7 separate regions of the Mus musculus genome follow, and regions 1, 2, 4, 5, 6 and 7 are each linked to region 3. A link is a contact called in public HiCAR-type, HiChIP or PLAC-seq and promoter capture Hi-C data. All regions are on one chromosome and are shown on one strand. The core of a region is the stretch at or near the end of the contact, and the rest is flanking DNA. Distances in the headings are between cores, read along the strand shown. Region 1 holds the start of Faim (Fas apoptotic inhibitory molecule). Region 2 holds the start of Foxl2 (forkhead box L2). Region 3 holds the start of Dzip1l (DAZ interacting protein 1-like). Region 4 overlaps Pik3cb (phosphatidylinositol-4,5-bisphosphate 3-kinase catalytic subunit beta). Region 5 holds the start of Il20rb (interleukin 20 receptor beta). Region 6 has its middle 3.8 kb from the start of Gm28166. Region 7 holds the start of Slc35g2 (solute carrier family 35, member G2).

What was found. Promoter capture Hi-C pulls out the DNA fragments that hold promoters and counts their contacts. HiCAR-type assays count read pairs that join an accessible place to other places. HiChIP or PLAC-seq counts read pairs in DNA pulled down with a chosen protein or histone mark.
Region 1: a HiCAR-type map of astrocytes shows a contact between it and region 3, with 2.2 times the contacts expected there. The contact joins the promoter of Faim here to the promoter of Dzip1l in region 3. A contact is called at or near these places in 3 of 39 promoter capture datasets (cranial neural crest, embryonic stem cells and neural stem cells), 2 of 115 datasets of contacts at active chromatin or transcription factors (astrocytes and embryonic stem cells) and 1 of 9 other capture datasets (embryonic stem cells).
Region 2: an H3K27ac HiChIP or PLAC-seq map of embryonic stem cells shows a contact between it and region 3, with 5 times the contacts expected there. The contact joins the promoter of Foxl2 here to the promoter of Dzip1l in region 3. A contact is called at or near these places in 4 of 39 promoter capture datasets (cranial neural crest, embryonic stem cells and second pharyngeal arch cranial neural crest), 1 of 484 Hi-C or Micro-C datasets (embryonic stem cells), 4 of 115 datasets of contacts at active chromatin or transcription factors (all in embryonic stem cells) and 1 of 9 other capture datasets (embryonic stem cells).
Region 4: a contact with region 3 is called in an H3K4me3 HiChIP or PLAC-seq map of embryonic forebrain, with 6 times the contacts expected there. The contact joins the enhancer-like site here to the promoter of Dzip1l in region 3. A contact is called at or near these places in 6 of 39 promoter capture datasets (the 3T3-L1 cell line, the C10 cell line, cranial neural crest and 2 more) and 2 of 115 datasets of contacts at active chromatin or transcription factors (embryonic forebrain and embryonic stem cells).
Region 5: a contact with region 3 is called in a promoter capture Hi-C map of cranial neural crest. The contact joins the promoter of Il20rb here to the promoter of Dzip1l in region 3. A contact is called at or near these places in 1 of 39 promoter capture datasets (cranial neural crest), 1 of 115 datasets of contacts at active chromatin or transcription factors (embryonic stem cells) and 1 of 9 other capture datasets (embryonic stem cells).
Region 6: a HiCAR-type map of astrocytes shows a contact between it and region 3, with 4 times the contacts expected there. The contact joins the enhancer-like site here to the promoter of Dzip1l in region 3. A contact is called at or near these places in 3 of 39 promoter capture datasets (the 3T3-L1 cell line, embryonic stem cells and hippocampal neurons) and 5 of 115 datasets of contacts at active chromatin or transcription factors (astrocytes, embryonic hindbrain, embryonic midbrain and 2 more).
Region 7: an H3K27ac HiChIP or PLAC-seq map of embryonic stem cells shows a contact between it and region 3, with 5 times the contacts expected there. The contact joins the promoter of Slc35g2 here to the promoter of Dzip1l in region 3. A contact is called at or near these places in 2 of 115 datasets of contacts at active chromatin or transcription factors (embryonic stem cells and pancreatic cancer cells).

Annotation. Positions count from the first base shown.
Region 1 is chr9:98,984,943-98,987,980 of GRCm38.p6, forward strand. It overlaps Faim (Fas apoptotic inhibitory molecule), which reads left to right and starts at 1,431. Exons shown (of 5, transcript NM_011810.3): 1 at 1,431-1,570.
Region 2 is chr9:98,954,142-98,957,227 of GRCm38.p6, forward strand. It overlaps Foxl2 (forkhead box L2), which reads left to right and starts at 1,466. Exons shown (of 1, transcript NM_012020.2): 1 at 1,466-3,086. The coding sequence starts at 1,520. The coding sequence ends at 2,647. It overlaps Foxl2os (forkhead box L2, opposite strand), which reads right to left and starts at 1,169. Exons shown (of 8, transcript NR_003248.3): 1 at 264-1,169; 2 at 63-93.
Region 3 is chr9:99,628,265-99,631,343 of GRCm38.p6, forward strand. Dzip1l (DAZ interacting protein 1-like) reads left to right here and starts at 1,267. Exons shown (of 16, transcript NM_028258.4): 1 at 1,267-1,405.
Region 4 is chr9:99,058,812-99,061,662 of GRCm38.p6, forward strand. It overlaps Pik3cb (phosphatidylinositol-4,5-bisphosphate 3-kinase catalytic subunit beta), which reads right to left. Exons shown (of 24, transcript NM_029094.3): 16 at 1,374-1,473. Among named protein-coding and RNA genes, the nearest start is that of Gm1123, 25 kb to the left of the region's middle. Within about 2 kb of position 1,585, at least 1 of the 459 cell types and tissues checked has an H3K27ac peak or open chromatin away from gene starts, as enhancers often do.
Region 5 is chr9:100,485,185-100,487,968 of GRCm38.p6, forward strand. It overlaps Il20rb (interleukin 20 receptor beta), which reads right to left and starts at 1,289. Exons shown (of 7, transcript NM_001033543.3): 1 at 1,072-1,289. The coding sequence starts at 1,144.
Region 6 is chr9:100,444,791-100,447,490 of GRCm38.p6, forward strand. No RefSeq gene overlaps it. Among named protein-coding and RNA genes, the nearest start is that of Gm28166, 3.8 kb to the right of the region's middle. Within about 2 kb of position 1,366, at least 112 of the 459 cell types and tissues checked have an H3K27ac peak or open chromatin away from gene starts, as enhancers often do. A contact at or near this core is called in astrocytes, where this site is marked.
Region 7 is chr9:100,569,323-100,572,401 of GRCm38.p6, forward strand. It overlaps Slc35g2 (solute carrier family 35, member G2), which reads right to left and starts at 1,763. Exons shown (of 2, transcript NM_001101483.1): 1 at 1,626-1,763.

The sequences.
Region 1 (3,038 bases), core at 181-2,680, 640 kb before region 3:
GAGTTTTACATTGAGGGCTTCGGGTATGCTAGGCAACTCTTAGACCTCACAAAAGATTTTTGAGTTGCAGTTGGTTGAGTCCATGGTAAGAGTAAGCTTTTTCCCTCAGTGCTAGAAATCAGAAAAGGTCTTTTTAAATTGACCATTTATATTCCCTGTCCTTCTAATATCCTACTTGAACATTTCACCAATAATTGAAAAACACCATTTGGCATTTTAAAAATCTATTCATAGAAACTCTTTTATGTAAGGGGTACAATGTGTCTGCCATCTGTTTTGTCCAGTTCTCTCCCATTTGTCTATTCTTTTCTTTAAAAAAAATTTATTGCCATGACAGTCAGAAATTTCAGAATATTAAGTAGACCAGTGTTCTTTAATGTTGCAGATACCGTGCCTGAAACTTCTGCTTCATTAAATTTTACTACTTTAGTTTTTTGAAACAAGGCTTAGTTATAAAGCTTAGGGTAGCCTGGAACTTGCAATCCTCCTGTTTCAACCTCCTGAGGGCTGGGTAGATAGGCATGGTGATCCAAGCACTGGGGAGACTGAGGCAGGAGGGTCTGGAATCCAAGTGTGAGGCTCTTATGAATTACGTAGTGAGATTCTCTTAAATATCAACTAAACAGGCACAAACACTCCCAAATTAAATCTTTATCAGACTTAAAAAAAATCTCTCATTGGTTCGTTCCCTTTATATAAATGAAACTGTAGATTCTATCCGACATTACTTACTTACCTGTTTGTCTGAGACTTTACAATAGCATTAGGGACAATTCAGTGGTTGTGTGTTTGTACATATGTATTATATACACTAAAAATAATTTACATAACCCACGACCTCACCCAGGATAACTAAACGCCCTATTATATTATTGAACTCTATACTCTTTCCCTAAGGTTTGTCTGTCAGTAAGTGAAATTCAAACATCTCACTAAAGGAAGAAGTATATATAAAATAGGGAGACAAGGCGAGCAAAAACCTCTGGGCTAGGTGTAAGGCTCGGCAGCCAAACGACCCCTGTGGTCGTACAGAGGGTTTCAAAGGCTGGACTCTTCCACCTAAAATGACCGTTCTTATAGCAGAGAATGGAAGGCCGGCAGGGCAGTGGGAACAAAGGGTCTCAGCGGACGAGTTGCCTCTCCCGGAGGTGCGGGTTATCCGGAAGGCTACAAAAGCTGCTGTCAGACCTGCACAACAAACAAGAAAGTGACACCCACAGGGCCTAGGGGCAGCAGCGGCGCAGCAGGGCGCACCGCAGAGCGCTCAACTGTGCACAAGGGCGCAGAGCGGCGCACAGCAGGAGCAGGATTGGCCCCAAAGCGGAGGGTAGGCGGGGCCTATGGAGGCGGACACCGGGAATTGGTTTTCGCGCGGAGCGTGGGCGGAGCCTCTGAAAAGGGCTCTCGCACTCGCGCAGGCGCAGTAGGGCAGTGGGCGGGGTCTCGTTGAGCCCGGAAGGCAGTAGGAGGCTGGGCGCCCGGCATGCGGGTGCTGGAGCCCGGTGGGCGCGGCCGCGAGAGCTGCTGACTACGTCGTGGGATCGGGAGCCGGTGGCGGCGCGCGGAGCAGGTGAGCGCGGGAGACGGTGCTGGCAGCTTCGGCGGGCGCTTCCAGCTCGGCCTGGCCGAGCGGGCTCCGAGATGCGTGGTGCCCAGGCCTCGGTCGGCAGACAGCAAGCCGCAGTGTGGGCTCAGGGCAAGAGGCCCCGGAAAGAAGGGGTGTGGGGCGGCCACCCGAAGCTGCGGACCCTCCGGTGCCTCGGCGCAGTATTCGTGGCGCGGTCCGGAGTTCTCGGGCTTCGGACGTGTCCGAGTCTCGGTGCCGCTCCTGACTGCGTCCCAGGCGGCCCTTGGCCCAAATACCCCGGAGAGGTACCTACAAGTACCTACCTACACGTACCTCCAGGGGTTGTAGGAGGCCGAGCTAACCTCGCTCGGTGGTCGGGAGCTCTTGAGAGCAGCTCACTGCAGCATCCTTGCTGGCTGTGGCTACTTCCTTCGTGGAGGTTGGCTTTAGGGACAGATTTATTCCTGAATCGCTCTAGTGTTGCAATAAGCTCAACTCGAGTTGCTTAATGAAGGAGCCTGTTATCTTACAGCGGGCAGAGTGGGATTCTATAGTCTCTTCCTAGAATTCTGTTGTTTTTCTCATGCAAAGGCTGACTTGGAGACCTGTCTCAGGTATAGAATGAATTGGTTCAATGAAACCCAGCGAAATTACGCTGTACTCAAGGTGGAAGATGGTGGGACAGGTAACTTGAGTTGTTTTGCTGTTTAACCATCTAACGTTGCATTCAATCTGTCACCTGTAACAGCGAGTAAACACAAGTCTGAAAATTTGAAAATTGCCTTGTACTGCAACCAATGCTCATGTAAATGTCATTGTGGGCGGTGTTAGTGTCTGGTGACGTCATCATAATTAGATTAGATAAGCACCGTTTCTGAAATACCGAATGGATTTTGGAAATACAGTATATAGTAAAATCATCGTTAGTGATCTGGGGGTTGTTATTCCATATAAGGTTTTCTGCTAAAAGCAGACCTGTGCAGGTCATGGTGAGGCTTAGGACAGAGTGGTGGGGTCAGAACACAGGTGTGAAACAAGTGGTAATATGAAGGTATAATAACAAGGTATAATATGAATTATATTGATCACAACCAAAGTAAATTAAGAAAAAACCCTGTTGGGCCAAGAGAGCAACTCCAATGAGCTTTGAAAGTACTGAACTTGAAGTGTGTAAGATCACAAGCCACAAGACTGTTGGAACTTCCGGTCAAACACACAAACAAAAAAACAAACTTGTAGTGGAATCCCAAAGCAGGACCCTTGCAGAGGTGTTTTGAACATGTTCTTAAATGTTATATGAGATTTATTGATGCGAATTACACTTCCAGATGGGATCTTGTGGAAAAAAATATTCCTTACACTCTGTGCCTGTGGCCTTGCTGGAAAGTTGAACAGATTAGGAATAGCAATGGGGTGTCACTTAAAGAGGCCTCTGTTACTTTGCTATCCCCATAATGAGGGAGAGAGTCTA
Region 2 (3,086 bases), core at 216-2,715, 670 kb before region 3:
CTGTCCATTCGTGACTGGGACGCGAGAAAGCGCCTCCCCAGCCTGTGGTTTTCCTTCCTTACCTATGCTGGAAGGAGAAGATGCAGGTAACGGCTGTAAGGGTAGGAAGGACAAAGGAAGACAGGAAAAAAAAAAAAAAAAGAGGTTGTATCCACGAACCATGTTCATGGATACAACCATGTACTCTGGTGCTTGATTCATACACCTCACTAAGCAAAAATAAGCAAATACAAGTCTCACACATTGTACATATATAAGCATACCTGGGTTTCTGAACAGCACACTTGCGCAGTATCACGTGTGTCTTTAAGAACAGATTTTTGCCCCGTGCCTTCCACGCGTGACACTTGTGCACGCAACAGTCCCCAAAGCCCCTCAGCAACATCCTCGTCTGTGTCCAAGCCAGAGTACAAGGGATACCACTTGATCTTTAAAACACACACCCAAATTGTGGGATTGCAAGGCGAGTTCCAAGGAGAAAGCTGGTCCCTACATCCACCTCAGCACAGAGAAGCGAAACGTCCGATGCCAGTGAGCGGTACTCCTGGGTGTCTCTTCCCAGCGATCCTCTCCCCAGCCTCAATTGGGCTCAGAGAGCTCGAGGGACAGAGCAGGCCGAAGCTTCTGCCTTCCGTGACACGAGCTCTGAGCTGGTTTACCTCCAGCTGCCGCAAAGTTCGGCCACTCCACCCCGGTCCGGCCCCCTTGCCATCTCGCCCCTCCCTAAGCCTCAAAGCTAGAAGTCTAGCCCCAGCACAGCCCGAAGCACAGAGCAAAGGGTTTTGTTTTCTTTCACCTGAAAGCTGCCCAGAGGCTTGGATCACCTCTCCTCGCTGGGGTCAGCATTCCCGGGGCACTGGCAGGGCGCAGCGAGCCCCAACCAGGGCTTTTCGGCGAAGCAAACACCCGCAGATTTTCAAGACTCGTAAGAGCGTGAGGCAGGCTGTTGGCTGGGCCCGGGAGGCTCCGGAGGCTCGGGAAGGCCGGTCCAAGTTCTGCCGGCCGTTTAAAAAAAAAAGGAGACTTAGAGATGAACTCGCCCGTGCGCTGCTGGCTGCCCCGCTATAGGGGCGAAGGCCCCTGACGCAAGCGGAACTCTGCGGAGCCCATACGAATCAGAACGGAGCGAGGCTCCTGGCGCACTAGGGACTCCAGGAGGCGGCTGCGCCAGAGACGCGGGTCGCGCCTCGGGGAAACCGGGCGGTGGGGGGAGGGGAGAGCTCAGCCAAGAAAACCCACCGAGGCGGGGACTGGCCTGGGCGGGGAGGGGCGGCGGGGCCGGAGCCCCTCGCTGTTGGGCAGACTCCCGATGGCCAGAGGCTGACTTCCACTCCCGCAGACCGCTCCCCGGGGGGAAAAGAGAAGAGAGTGAGAGCCGCGCGAGGCCTCCGGTCCCCGCAGCCTGCAGAAGTTAGAGGCTCTGCGCCGAGCGCACACTCCTGCGCCCGCCTGCAAGGCGAGCCTGCACCAGGAGAGCACAGCCTCCGGGCTGCCCGGCCGCGGAGAGCCGGCTTTTGTCATGATGGCCAGCTACCCCGAGCCCGAAGACACGGCGGGGACCCTGCTGGCTCCGGAGAGCGGACGCGCAGTCAAAGAGGCCGAGGCGTCGCCGCCGAGTCCCGGCAAGGGAGGCGGGACAACACCGGAGAAACCAGACCCCGCGCAGAAGCCCCCGTACTCGTACGTGGCGCTCATCGCCATGGCGATCCGCGAGAGCGCCGAGAAGAGGCTCACTCTGTCCGGCATCTACCAGTACATCATAGCCAAGTTCCCGTTCTACGAGAAGAACAAGAAGGGCTGGCAGAATAGCATCCGCCACAACCTCAGCCTCAACGAGTGCTTCATCAAGGTGCCGCGCGAGGGCGGCGGCGAGCGCAAGGGCAACTACTGGACGCTCGACCCGGCCTGCGAGGACATGTTCGAGAAGGGCAACTACCGGCGCCGCCGCCGCATGAAGCGGCCCTTCCGGCCGCCGCCCGCTCACTTCCAGCCCGGCAAGGGGCTCTTCGGGAGCGGAGGAGCGGCGGGTGGCTGCGGCGTGCCCGGAGCTGGGGCCGATGGCTATGGCTACCTGGCGCCACCCAAGTACCTGCAATCGGGGTTCCTCAACAACTCCTGGCCCCTGCCGCAGCCTCCCTCGCCCATGCCCTACGCCTCCTGCCAGATGGCGGCGGCTGCGGCGGCCGCTGCTGCAGCCGCTGCAGCCGCCGGCCCGGGCAGCCCCGGTGCAGCCGCGGTGGTCAAGGGGCTGGCGGGCCCCGCCGCCTCCTACGGGCCGTACTCGCGCGTGCAGAGCATGGCGCTGCCTCCGGGCGTCGTGAACTCCTACAACGGCCTGGGGGGCCCTCCTGCCGCACCACCGCCGCCGCCACCGCCGCCGCACCCTCACCCGCACCCTCACGCACATCATCTGCACGCGGCCGCTGCGCCCCCGCCAGCCCCGCCACACCACGGGGCTGCCGCGCCTCCCCCGGGTCAGCTCAGTCCCGCCAGCCCGGCCACCGCCGCGCCCCCGGCACCCGCGCCCACGAGCGCGCCCGGCCTGCAGTTCGCCTGCGCCCGGCAACCCGAGCTCGCCATGATGCATTGCTCATACTGGGACCACGACAGCAAGACGGGCGCGCTGCACTCGCGTCTGGATCTCTGAGTGCCAACGCGCGCGGGAGCGGTCCCCCACCCCTATCCCGGGAGTGGAGGAGCCGAGCTCGGGTCGCAGCCGCAGCAGCCAGCCTGACAGCGCGCACTCCGGGACAGCTTCTGGATGCAGAGCCCTCGAGCGGTCTGCCCTTCCTCGGTCCGCCCCGCTCCTGCGACTCCGCTTTGTCGCCTCCGCTGCTCCTCCGGTGCTCTTCCCCGCCGCGGCCTCTGCTTTCCCGTGCTGCTGGCCGGAGGCCGCCCACTCCGTGCTTTCCGCGGGCCTCCTCTCCTCACCGCAGGGAGTGAGTCCCCGGCCGAGGTGCGGTCGAAGTGTCTGAGACGCAGCTTACCTCTTGGCCCTCTCTTCCAGGTCGGTGGACTCAAGCTCGATTTTATTTTTAATTCCCCACCCCGACTGTCTGCGACTAGAAGCGCTAGGCTGCTGGGGG
Region 3 (3,079 bases), core at 17-2,516:
GTGTTCTTAGCCAATCAGCTGCCCATGGGCGCTTGGATTACTTCCACATTTTGGCTGTTGTAAATAATGTTATTATTTTATTGTACATTGTGTGTGTGTGCGCGCACGCACATATCTGTATATACAGATGTCAGAGGACAAGTTTCAGGAGTTGTTTCCTTCCACGGTGTGGGTTACAGGAATCCAATCCAGGATATCCGACTTGATGACAAAGCCCTTTACCTGCTGAGCCATTTTGACAGCTCATTAAATACAAGTGTCCAAGAGTTTGTTTGGGGTCTTGCTTTAAGCTTCTTTGGATATAGATCTAGACATGTGCCTTATTTATTATTCTGTTGCTGAGAAGAGACCCCATGACCAAGGTAACTCTTATGAAAAAGAAAAGTACTTAACTGGAGGCTTGCTTACAGTATCAGAGGCTTAGTCCATTTATCATAATTGCAGGGAGTATGGTAGCAGGCAGGCCTGGTGTTGGAGAAATAGTTAAGAGTTACATCCTGACCCACCTGACCCGTAAGGGTGGGCGAAGACTGGGTCTGACATGGGCGTTTTGAAACCTCAAAGCCCACCTCCAGTGTCACACTTTCTCCAACAAGGCTATACCTCCTAATCCTTGTAATATTTTCAAATAGTGCTGAATCATGGCAAACCATTTTGTTTCCCACAGTGGCAGTACCATTTTGAATTCCCATCAATAACGCACAGAAATTTGAGTTTCTCCCCACCCTTGGCAACGTTTATTCCTAGGGCTTTTGTCCTTGCTGTCCCCAAGATGCAGAGCTTGGCATTTTGAAGCTGTGTTGAGAGAAAGGCCCTAAGATACAACAAACCCTCCCAGAACTTAAAGTCACGAGATGAGAGTCCCAACGAGAGGGGGCAGGGATCTATAATCAGGAGAGAAAATATAATACCCCCAACTCCTGCCGGAGCTTTCTGGGCAACGTTAATGGATAAGGGATCTGAAAGGTGATTGCCATCTGATCAAATTGGAGCACACCTATGGGTCTCCTAATGTGGCTCAGGTCAAATTCCTTTAATTTTGCGGGCTTGCCAACAGTCGCTGCATCCTGCCATGTGAAGTGAAGGGATGGTGACAGAGTCTGTCCTGCCGCTCATCAAGGCCTGGGAACTTGGATGCTGGATTTCCTTAACGAATTCAAAGCAGCACTCCCTCCTTCCCCCCAACCCCCCTCCCTTGCAACTCTAAAAATAGCTGTTCCCGGGCTCTGGGGAGAGGCTCCGCCTCTGCTGTGGGTGGATGGGCTGGGGGTAGGGGTTGGGGTGGGAAGCACCGCAGACCCCAGGCCTGAGCTACTGGCGGGGAGAGACGCGTAGGGTCCGCGCGGCTGGCAGCATCCTCGGGCTGCACTGTAGGAGATGGAGTGAGTCTGGACTTGCGGATGGGGTGAGTCGGGACGTGGGAACCTCTAAGACCTCCAGTCGCCGGCCCTTGTTCCGGGTGACCCCCAGACTGCCACAGGCCTCCCAGGAAAACTATGTCTGGAATCCAGCGGGGAGCCGCCGGAGGGAGCGCGGTTCCAGGCGGAGCTACTTGGCCGCTGCGCGCGCAGGTTAAACATTAGTGGCTGCGGTAGCCAAGCGAGGAAAGGAGCTGCGTGGTCGAGGGTGCTTCACGACGTCCCGCTCCCTGTGCCTCCATCCCTTTATCCCAGCGGCTTCGGATTGTGCAGGACTGAGGTACCCTGCGGGGGGGAAGAGCTCGCATGCCAGGAGACACGGAGGCGCGGAATGGGGGATGTCTGACACCCAACCCTCGGCGTTTTCAGGAGTGTGGTCTTGGGAAATGCAGTTTTTGAAAACAGTAAAGCGATCTAAGGGACTGCAGATCCGAGTTCTGTGGGAAGTGGGGTTCGGTTACTAACGAGATGATTTTTAAATAAAGATTGGCGTGTCTAGGTTCCTCCGCTTCCGGTCCCGGGCTGAAGTTTAACGGGAGCACAGACTTAGGGGTGGATGAGAGTAGAAGTCCACAGGGCAAGTGTGTACCAGGCAGGATCAGAGGACAGGGCCTGGTAGAATTGCCTTCACAACGGTCCTGAAGGGCCCAGGGCCGGTGCTGTCCTGGCCATGTCTCCAGGAATTGGTTTCTAACAGGATTAGGCCTAGGGAGTGTGAGATGTTCCAACCCTGCTCTCCCATCTGTCTGTAAGTGTTCAGCAAGATGGTCACTTCCTTCCCCAAGGTGTGGTCTGGCAGGGGAAAACTACCCTGCTCAGAGAAGGTTGTCTGTCTGTCTGCTTGCTCCCTCCTGTGGAAATGGTTTTAGATCATTAAAGTACAGAACCTTCCTAATGCTGCAGGCCTTTAATACAGTTCCTCATGTTATAGTGATTCCCCCAGCCATAAAGTTATTTCATTCTGCTTCATAACTGTAATGTCGTTACGGTTATGAATTGTTAATGTAAATATCGGACATGAAAAATACCTGAGATTCCTCGGGGGTCGCGACCCACAGGTTGAGAACCACTGTTTTAGCTGCATGCCTTAAATTGAGAACAGAAATCTTGTGCATTTGGGAGCTGAACTTCTTTTGTTTGTGCCACTCAGAACACTTCAGAGGAGAAGGGGAGCCCTTGGTAGGCAGTTCTGAATGTCCTGTGCTCACTTTGCAGAAGAGGAAGCTGTGGGCTAGCCAACCACTTGCCCCAACACTGGCCAGTCACTTGCTTGGTGATTGTAGTGACGGGGTCTGGTCCAGAATAAAGATGGAGAGGCTCTGTTAGGAAGCAACAGCGCTTTAATAGACAAGAAACCCCAGGACAGTCTGTTAGTTTTCTTTCCGATGTGGAGCAGGTTTTGTTTGTTTTTGACACTTCTGTGCCTGGGGATAATAGGTCCTGCTAGGCCTTATTCTCTAAGATATTCCCATGAGCCACCAGTCAAAGCCCACCTCCATTTTTGTTTTAAAGGAAAAAAATTTTTGTGACACTAATTCATAGTAAGCTTTTATAATTTTTTAAAAAGAATTCTTTGAGAATTTCTCACATGTATTGTGATTATACCCCAGCCCTCACTCTCCCCCCAACTTTGAGACCTCCTCCCCCTAGTCCAATTTTCT
Region 4 (2,851 bases), core at 335-2,834, 570 kb before region 3:
TTAAACACTTCCAGAGAACCAAGAGGATATGCAGTGTGCTTGAGAAATGAGCAAGGGGAGCCAACAGACACACAATGAGGTCTGACACACATCAACCAACAGATACACAATGAGGTTGGACACACAGCAACCAACTAGGACCTTTTAAGTCTGGGTAGAAAAATCCGGATTTTCAGTGTCATGAACAATTATTGTTAGGGATTTAAAGAGACTAATATGACTGGAAAACATGGTCACTTCTCAGATGTTCAAAGGCTGTGCTGGGGAGGAGAGGCAGACAGGGGAGGGTGGGAATGAGAAGCCCAGTGTAGAGGGTGGTGGAGTAGAAGACAATGGGTCAGATGAGGGGCCACCGTGAGCACTGGTTCACAGTGTGGATCAATGATGCTGTTTCATGGTGTGAGTCTCTATTAGCTGCTTTCACCACACCCATGGCCTTTCCAAAACATACCACAGTCATTTCGTAAAAGCTTATGGAAGGCTCTCTAGCTAAGTAAGGGAGCAAGGAATGGTAGCAGACTCTTACATTCTCAGAATCTGGGGGAGGGGGATCATGAGTTCAAAGGCAGCCTATGGTTTATACACACAATGGTCAATTATAAGGAGCACAATTAGACAGCATGCTTAAAGCAGTATGAGTTCTTGACAGAGAGTAATTATTTAATAACTTAATGGTAATATCAGCAATACTTCTGGACTGCAAGAATGTATTACAATTTTAGGTATGAAGATATAGCTTGAAAAGGTGACAAGGACTCTGAACTACAGAAATCATGTGTTTATACCTCACTATATCTCGGTCTAAAAGATGAATTATATGCATCATAAACTATACTAAAGAGTCGTAAAGCTTTAAAAACACACAATTCCATGAAAAGAGTGATGTAGGCTATGAAACACTGGAGGCAGAAGTCTGCCTCCTTCATGTCCATCTTGAAATACACTATTAAAATGTAGGTCATCCTATTAATATAGAAAATATGAGATATGCCTTAATTCTAAGCTTTCTGAAACTTATCTTGACAGATTTTCCTAAAAGCTAACAGCTGGGAAATAGCTCAGCGGTAGACTGCTTGCATGTCAAGTACACAGCCTTGAGTCCATCCCCGAGCACAGCATAAATTAGACACAGCACCATATGCTATGGATCCCAGCACTCAGAAGGCTGGGGCAGGAGGAGCTCCTGACCATGGACCTCTCTGACTAAATGGTGAGTTCAAGGCCATCCTGAGCTTCATGAGACTCAGGCCATTCCCACAAAGCACTGATCAGGGTAAGTGACCGAAAGGGCAATAAAATATGTGACTGGAGACATTCCGTTTGATAAACTCGGTTGATCACCATGTGCTAAAGTGAATTACAGAAGTCCCTACCTGTTTGGAAAGCACTTTCATGTGCCCCACGCTTCCTCGACAGTATGCTTCCAGGATGACACCAAACTGTACGGACACAGCAGGAGTGTGCACCTCTGACCTGCAGAAAAGCAACACTGAAAAGGTTTGTAATCGAACACTTCAGAGCGTGAAGAACAAGCACTGACCTCCTTATTCTGCCATGGAATGCTCTTCTGATGCCAACCAGCTGAGAGCTGGCCATCCCAAGCACTTACTAGTAAGAGGTCATACCGCAGTTAGGACTCAGAAGTTATGAGATCTTAGTGGTCAATTCTTAAAGAAAACTAATATTCCCACATTTTAAACTGCCTTTTGAAAGGGAAAGGAAATGTAACTTAGGAATTTGGAGAGACTCAGGTGGAAAAAAAAAATCTCTCTGACTGCCGCCAATGAGCCAGTCAGCCTAACCACATTTCTGTCCCCCTTTCCCACTGTCATTGAGTGTATAATGGGCGTGGGGCACTAGCCATGGGGGCACATGGAGGTCAGAGGACAAGAGAGGAGAGCTGGGTCTCCTCTTCCACTTCATGTGGACTCAGCTTGGCAGGTTTGCACAGCCAGACCCACTGCTCACTGAAGCATCTTGCCAGCCCCAGTTTTCTTTTCTTTCTCAAACAATGGCATGTATGTATTAAAAAAAAAAACAACAAAAATATTTACTTTGTCATTCTCTGGAGGGTTTAAAATAGTACTGAATTGGACGAGGAGACAAAGTATAAAAAATATGCATCAACAAGAAAACCACTTTAGTAAGGGAAAATCTGCTAAAATTAATACCACAGACCATGAGTTCTTTAAAAGCTTAGTTAAAAAGGAAAGTTTTTTTTCCTGACAAGCAGTTTGAACAGAAGTGTGAGAGGAAAGGTTAAGAAGGCTGAAATGACCACACACGTGCCGGCTCTGTGGTCTAGCCCAGCCACTACAAAGCAAACACACACATAAACACGGGCAGGAGAGGTGGCTGGGAGGCTAAGCGCTGGCACTGCTCTTCCAGAGGACCTGGGTTCAATTCCCAGCACCCACACGGCAGCTCACAACTGTCTGTAACTCCTGTCCCAGGGGATCTGACATTCTCAAGCAGACATACACACAGTCAAATCACCAATGTACATAAAATAAAAACATTTCTTAAGAAAGAGCGCATGAAGCTGGGAGGGAAAAATGACAGTAGGAGCTGGAGAGGAGTGGCTGGGGTAGATTTGATCAGAGCACACACACAGTATAAATATTTAATCAATATTTTTAAACAAAAATTAGTTGTTAGAAAATATTACAATATAACAGTTACTAGTTTTAGTTCAAAATCTAGAAAGTATCATAGAATACTTACCTGAAATACTTTGCCAAATGATGAAAACAGAATTTAGGTATCAAAAGATAAGAGAAGGCACCAAACAGTGTAAATGTCACGGATGGATCAGAAAGCACCTGGAGAAGCTGCTGCTAGTCCACTGGCT
Region 5 (2,784 bases), core at 39-2,538, 860 kb after region 3:
TGGTGGGGTGGGTGTAGCAGGAGGACACATGGGTTGGCAGACTGGCTTATTTGCCATGACAAGTTTGTGGAGGTCAGAGGACAACTTGAGGAAGCTGGCCCTCTCCTTCCACCGTTTGAGTTCTGAGGATTGAACTCAGTTGTCAGGCTTGGCAACAAAGTACAGTTACCAACCGAACCATTTCAACAGCCCCCGTGGGAAAATTATAACAACGAAGGCCAAGGCAAGCAAGCAGTAATAGAATGCATATACTGTGGAGACAGCAAGTGGCCTGCAATCTATATTAGTTTTCTGAAAGGAGTGAGACATAAGCTCAAATAAATGCAGGACGAGCCCCGCATATATAGACAAGTGGGCAGCATTTGCTGAACCTTCGGAATGCTGAAGGTTTGGGGCCTGGAAATGCCATCCATTTCTATGTCAGCTAAACTTGGAAACGTTTCTTTAGTACACAAGGCTCCCACCAACACCACAAAGTGACCAGTATATTGGAGAAATTTCTCTTAAATGCAGTGTCACTTAAAGAAACACTAACAGGTAAGGGAGGAGCTGCACTTTGGGGACAATAAAGAAGGTAATTACAAGAAACCAGGAGTGGAACAGAAAATTATGCAATCTTACTGGGAGAGAAAATGCCCCAAACCAAATCTATTTTTAAATGGTATGAAGTACCTTTTTCTATAATGACCAAAGAAAAATCTAATTTTTATAAATCTCATGCCCAATATGAAGCTTATAAATGTCTTTTTGTATTTGTCAGAATTTTTAATCATTTTAAGTGCCACATGGAAAATAACTGCAATAACTATACCTTAACCTTTCAAATACCAGATGAAATTGCAAAATGCATAGAACTCTGCAGACTATATTAATGGCATCTTTCTAGATTGTTCTGTGGATATTAGGAGGAAATTTTCCAAATAGAATGCAGGCATTTGAGATGCGAAAATGGAGATTAAAAGGTTTTTTAAAAATTGACATTTTAATTCAACCCCAAACCCAGGAAAGTATTTGTCACCTTAACCTATATTCAAGGCCCAAACTATCAGTTGTATTTAAATTCATTCTTACCCGTGAGAAAACCTGAGGTCATGCTGTAGAAAAACCACATGAACGGACTTGTCCAGACTCCCTGGGAAATCATTGTGCTGGTCTGTTTGGTGTGAGGGTCTCTAGCAAACTCAGCTTGCCCGGAGACACTGTTTTCTTCCAGAAGGAGGCTGTGTGTCCATCCTAGCCATCTCCCTTCAGGAAGCAGATGCTGGTGCTGAGGTCAGAGTTGCAATGAAGCTTGAACAGTTCTGAAAGGGGAGCTGGCCCAAATGCTCAAAATGGGCGGGCTTTGCAGCACCCTCCTTTTTGCCCAAACCCAGATATTGCATCAAGGGGAGTGGCCTGTAAGAGTTCCAGATAACTGGGGAACTTGAGACATCTGCCTGAGGGAGACATCTGGGCATCCAGGCTGTTGTGAAGGCCCTGGGTCTTACCAGTGAGCAGCCAGGATTATTTTCCCTACTCATCAAGTAGCTTCCACTGCCAAGCCGCTCTCTGCCTGTTCATTCAAGCTGGGCGCTAATTGGCTGTTTGCGTATACACACTTCTGGAGAAGCGGGGAAGGTAAATGATGACCATTACTACTGTGTTCTACAGTGCTAGGGGCTGAATACAGGATTTTGTGCAAGCTACGCAAGCACTGCCACTGAGCTACATCTCAGCCCTGTTGCGTCCATTAGAAATACCATTTTCAAAGTCAAACATAAGCCGGGCAGTGGTGGCACACGCCTTTAATCCCAGCAGTTGTGAGGCAGAGGCAAAGTGAGTTCCAGGACAGCTAGGGCTACACAGAGAAAGCCTGCCTCGAAAAACCAAAAATAAAAAAGTCAAAACATAAAGAATAATAGTTTTATATTTACAAATCTGCAAAAAGAAAATCTAGGGCATAATAAACTTGACATCTTGACTAGAAGAAACCGCAAATGGACATTAAAAATGTGAACAAGATTCTTTACCAAATATTTTTTTAAAATATTGAATCCTGAGCCAGGCAGTGGTGGTACACGCCTTTAATCCCAGCAGTTGGGAAGCAGAGGCAGGCGGATTTCTGAGTTCAAGGCCAGCCTGGTTTACAGAATGAGTTCCAGGACAGCCAGGGCTACACAGAGAAACCCTGTCTCAAAAAAACAAAACAAAAAGCAAAAAAGTATTGAATCCTAAGAATGTACTACGGAAAATTAAAAGTAATTTTAAAACTTTGAAGGGAAATCCTGCAATAGAAATTGGCCCCTTAAATTTCAATTCCTTGAGGACTTTAGAAACCCCAATGTGCAAATTATAACAGTAAAACGAACACCAGTTTGAGAATAAACATTGATTCTTTTTTTTAATAGAATGTTTTTTGGTTCCAGTTTTGTAACTTACTTGCAAGATAATTTTGGGACAGCCACTGATTCATTCAACAAACATTCACTAGGAGTTTACTATGTGCAAAAATCTGAGAATTCACAGTTCTTATCCTTTCCCAACTGATAAAGATAACCATGGCATAAATAACCATGGGGTAATATTGAATACAGTGAAGGGATCACTGGGGATACTGGAGTAGAAATACTCAGTGTACTCTATGGGACTGTAGAAGGTTTCCTGAGAAGATTGGCACAGGGTACGGAACTAAGGAGAAAATGTTTTCTGAGGGACTTCCAGTTTCTCCTGAGAGCAGTTAATACCAAGGGCAGGGTTTTAAGCTCATATCGGATGGTGACATATTCTACATTTGAGCCTTAAAAG
Region 6 (2,700 bases), core at 116-2,615, 820 kb after region 3:
CTTCTACACTTTAATCCCTACAAGAAGAAGGCAGAGGTCATGTCTCATCAGTCTTGGACAGGACTGAATACTTGAACAGTCTTGCTCATTTTCCCAAGTTCCAGTCAGGCTACCCAAATCCCTGTGAGCCCATATCACGCATTCCTAGCTCTCACTAAGCCCTTCCTCTTATTGCTCCCAACCCCTGTCATATTTATGGTGCCTTCTACTTGACAGAGAGAGAGAGAGAGAGAGAGAGAGAGAGAGAGAGAGAGAGAGAGCACAAAATGGCTTATCAGATGTGCCCACATCCCAGTTTGTTCCCGATCCAAAATGCTCTGCCTTGTCCTCAACTAGAGTTAAATGATGCTGCACATGACGCCATGGTGCCTGCATTTACTACATATCTAAGAGAAAGGACTCTTCTACCTAAGTGTTTTTAATTTTTAGTTCCTTTCCCCTTCCTGTTGTAGATTGTAGCAGCAATGAACAATAAACAAGGTAAGGTACCCAACATCAAAACCCAAGGAGTAGAATAGGCAAGCATATCACTCTCTCCTCTCCTCTCCTCTCCTCTCCTCTCCTCTCCTCTCCTCTCCTCTCCTCTCCTCTCCTCTCCTCTCCTCTCCTCTCCTCTCTGCCTCTCAGTCACTGTTTCTCTGTCTCTCTGTCTCTCTCTACCCCCCCCACACACACACGCACACACGTACACACATTGCATCGTGTGAGTTTTTCCTGAGGAACCATAATATAAATGTCTATTCACCCCAGAAACAGATGGAAAACCAAAATAATGATTCGAGTGAAGTCCAACTTGGTGGACCAGAGAGTTTATCAGGGTTCCTCGCAGGAGCACAGGGAGGAGTCTCTTAGAAGGGCAGGTAGAACTCCAAAGCAGCTACATTATGGGAAAGCCCACCGAGTATGGGCAGCAGCTCACAAAGGCTGCAACCACGCTAGTTCTCTGCACAGCTTACAGACAGCCTCAAGGAAGCTCTCTGGTTCTCCTGGCAACTGTTTACTGAAACTTACAACCTTGAGCTGGGACCTTGTGGATCTTATTTTCTGGGCTCCCTCACTCTTGTAAATTTGGCCAGCTTTCTAAGTCTTTTGCTTCTCATTCCCTCCAGGAGGGAATGTTTTAATTAGGAGAAAATAGCTACGGACAGACCCAAGCTGGTGATGCCATCCTAATGTAAGAGGAAAATTTTAGAAGCAAAGCATTGCAGCCCTGAGTGGAGAGTGGAGGAATTTGGCCAGAACTTTTTTTAAGAAGATGAAAGATGCCTGGAGTCTGTTTATAAGTTGCAGTGACAACCCCCATTGCAACCCCTGGAGGGCGCAGCCAACATTCACCCGCGTTGGCGTTGGCGTTGGCGTTGGCGTCCAGGAAGGTGGCGCTGAGCACACACTGAGAGTGTCCGCCCTCCAGTCCTGCCCGGGTCCAGGCTGTACATTCGGTTCCTCCACCGGGTCCGTGCTCTGCAGCGACATTTCTGCAGCCCACGCAGGACTCGCGTCCTCAGCCTGCCCACAGAGCATCGCTTGGCCACCATACTACTCAGTAATAATCTCATACATCAAAGCTAGGAGAGCCAGGCCCTGCCTAGGAGCGACTGCGGTCGGCATGGAATATCATTAGTAGGAGCCTCGTGCTCCTCGCCTTCGTATGCAAACTCCCGGGCTCCCTAGAGTACTTCCTGAGGAAAGTGCTCTGCACCACGGACATTTGTTATTTTACAGGAGAGGACTCAGAAAATCCGCAGGGACCCAACCAAATCAACCGATGGTCCTGAACCGACTACCACGGCCTCTATTGACACCTAGTGGCAACCGCTGGAATGACAGCTGGCTCTGGCGCACCCTCCAAAGCTGCTTTGGAAAAAGCCAAATATTGCTAATACAGGTAATTTACAAATATTCAAAAGGAGGACAGAGGGAAGAAAAAAATTTTGCTTTCACTATTTCTTTGAGGATCTATGAACCATAACATCATGGTTAAATATTTTAACTTGGAAAAGGGAAGGAGATATCGAAGGAGAATTGAAGTCCTAGCCATCCATGTCAGGAAAAAAAAGCTGGGTCACAAAGAAAAGAAAACAGAGGGACAGACTGGAGAGGCAAATGAGACCCAATGAGACAACACACATGCTCTCATTCCACACATACATGACTGTGTAAAGGCCTTTGCAAGCCAAGCATAGAGACACACATCTGTAATCCCAGCCTTGGAAGGCTGAAGCAGGAGGACTGTCATGAGTGTCAGGCAAGCCTGGACTATAAATAAAGACCCCATATCAAATTTTAAGAGAGAGAGAGAGAGAGAGAGAGAGAGAGAGAGAGAGAGAGAGAGAGAGAGAGAGAGAGACAATGCAGGCCAGACATGGTGGTGCACAGCTGTAATCCCAGCACTTGGAGAAGCTGAGGTGCCAGGAACACCATTTCAAAGTTAGCCTGAGCTACAGAAGAAGAAGAAAGAGAGAAAAAGAAACAAAGAAAGATGGGGAGGGAGGAAAGGGGGAGGAGAAGGGAGAGAAGAGAAGAGAAGAGAAGAGAAGAGAAGAGAAGAGAAGAGAAGAGAAGAGAAGAGAAGAGAAGAGAAGAGAAGAGAGAAAGACAGAGACAGAGGGAATGTCATTGCAGCAATATTTAGGATAGCAGATCCTGGCATGCTGTATAAATAAATGTATATACCTAACATAACACATTCCATGCAACAAG
Region 7 (3,079 bases), core at 513-3,012, 940 kb after region 3:
TTTGTATTTCTTGATTACCTAAATTTCTTTAAATAAGCATGCTTTCTTTTGTCTTTCAGTCGATTGATTGTTTGATTGATTGATTGATTGATTGATTGTGTCAGTGAGAAGCCCACATAAGGTCTCTTGAACGCTGAGTGGATGCTCTACCACAGAGCTACACTCCCAGTCCCTCTAATACAGCATTCTCTGGAACGTTGGAACAGATGATTATGAAAATTAATTGTGCTGTAGAGTCCAGAAACTCAAGAGGAGTCAAAAAATAAATAAAAAAAGATAAGTCACAAAAGGTTCTGGGAAATGTGTGGCTTGTGGTACATGATAGCTTTGAAAAGAGATGAGCATTATGTTTGTAGGTATATACTCATACATATATCCTTCACATGCATGCACATACATTAGGGCCGGTGTGCTTGCTCACAGTGTGTACTTTTAGGAAATCAAGCAAGCTGGGTTTTATCTCTTCTTCCAAGTTGAACCACATTTCCCTGCAGTGTTTCCCTCAGGAGACCACGCTCAACCCATCTGTGAAGAGTTTCAGTGTCTAGCCGGCTCCGGCCTGGCCGCTTGCTTTGGCCATGAGTTATTTTTTGGCAAAGGTGCAAAATAGGAAAATATGGCTGGCATAGGCCCAGGAAGTCGTAGACCTGGGCACGAGGAGCTTCAGCACCACGGACACAGTCAACTCTGCTCAAAGCCATTTCCCGAAAAGAGCCCGCAGACTTGGCCCACTCCGCGCCTGCCCCCTCACCCTCCCGGCCTGGTGTGAGACTGTCTAGGAGCTCCTCAATCCTCGGGACGGGAAGTTGCTCCTGCTCCTACCAGAGCCTGGTGACAGCCTGGGTAGTGACGTGGATCTGCGCAGCGCCCCCAGCTGCCCCAGGAAGAGTGAGTGTTCTTCCTGCCAGTTCCCGCGACCCGTCTTCCCCCATGAGCTAAACGGTCACACACTGCGTAAAATTCTAAACCTAGAACCAATTCCGTCAAGAAAATCCGCATTTTGTTCTACGTGGATAGATGAGATGAAACTGACTTGCCAGAGCCTCCACCTCCACACTCTGGTCCTTCCTCCCTATCGAGTCAAGAAACAGGAAAATCTCAACCCATCTAATCTGGAGTTCAAGACTCAAAAGACACAAGACAGGAAAGTGATGGCAAATCCAAAATCTTTGTCAGACTCCTAAAACCACCCAGTAATTTTTCGAAAGTTGCATTCGCAATCACTCCTATGACGCCACAAGCACTCGCCGAGCTTGTGTGGGCTCCGGGGCCAAAGAAGGGACAAGCCCTGACCTTCATCATGCGACTGGGGTTGGGCCCACACAAGCAACTGTGTCAGGCCCGAGGATGGTGCTGACTATCACCCCGCTGTTCCTGTTCTCCAGGACAGCAACGGGGAGAAGTGGGCACTGGATGGCTTTTCTGGCGTCCTGCAGAGACGCGCGCTCCACCGAGGTCTATCAAGTAGGCGGGGCGCTTGACGGGAGCCTACCTTACCCCAAACGAGGCGCCCTACGGGTCACTTGCCACCGACGTGGGGCTCGGTGCGCTCCCTCTTCCCGACGGGGCCAGACGGCTGAGTCCCGCACCGCCCGCTGCTGCCCACCCGCCACCGGCTCAGTTACCTGGAAGTCGCGGCTAGGCCGGTGCGCCGGGGGCACTAGCGGACTCCCGCGCTCCTGGTCTGGCCTCCCTAGCCAGCTGAGGCCGCCGCGCGCTCGGCGGGGACCACTGCAGCCTGGACTGCCAGGGGCGGCCAGCAAGGAGAGGGGCGCCAGACGCGGGCACTGCGCCTGCGCTCTCCGCTGCCCCAACCCCCCACCGCAGGCGCTGCGGGAGTGGAAGACGGCAGGAGACCACCAGGATGTTTGCTTAGACCTGGGGACTGGCCCTCCCCGAGAGGCGTGAGCGTCCCAGGCAATGGAAGCTGCCAACGCCCTGGGGCGGAGAGTGGGGGCAGGCGGGGTTGGGGGGGGTGGGGGGGGCTCTTAGAAGCAATCGACTGCCAGCCAGGGTGACTAGGTCCTCTGGGAAGAGATGAGGAAGCATTCTCCATTCATTTCTATCTGGTTGTAAGAACTAAAAATTATTTCTTGATATTTGAAGTGGTGACAGTATCGATAAACCTTGGGACAGAATAATCTTGGGATATCCCTGAGTCCTGACCGTTTTACCCAGGTTTTGCAAGATGGGAGAAGTCTTGACAATGCAAATGTTTGTATACCCCAATCCCCAAAGCTAAATGAACACACTCTTAAAAACAAACCAAGTCACCAAGGCAATGAGAGTCCAGGAGACAGGCTGGAAGACCATGACTGTAGATTAGGTAAGAAACAATCAGGCCTGAATTATGGTGCTAACTATGGAAAGACAAGTGTCTTCTGCCAGATTTTTCATAGTCTGTTTAGATCCCTTTCTGTCCTGCTCTGACTCAGGACTCACCTTGATGGATGAAGCCAAGTGTCTTCTAGCTTTTGGATAGTGTGGGCAAGTGAGAGACACATGGGAAACAGAGTTACTGTTATCCACGTCTTCATCTCAAAGTCAGAACCCAAATCCTCTGGTAGAGTTTTGTGTTTGCACACCTGACCACTAGCTGTCCTCCTCCTTCAATCCTGGATGGCTCCCAGAGGGTTCTTTTACATATCACATACATATACAAACACAAACATACACACACATATACACATACTCACACGCACACACACAAACACACATATACACACATACTCACAAGCACATACACAAACACACACCTTAATGGATGAAGTCAACTGTCTTCTAGCTTATGGATGGTGTGAGTATATGAGACACACGGGAAACACATACACACATATGTACACATATACACACATATGCATACAAATACAAACACACACATACACACATTTACATACAAATACACACACATACATACATACATATGCACACACATACCATACCAGCTTTTGTTGTGCAAACCTTGTTCCTTAATTTGAAACTATTGGTTGAATAAAGATGCCTATAGCCTGTAGCTGGGCAGAAGAGAGGTTGGCAGGGCTTCGGTTCCCTGGCTTGGGGTCTGAGGCAAAGACCAAAA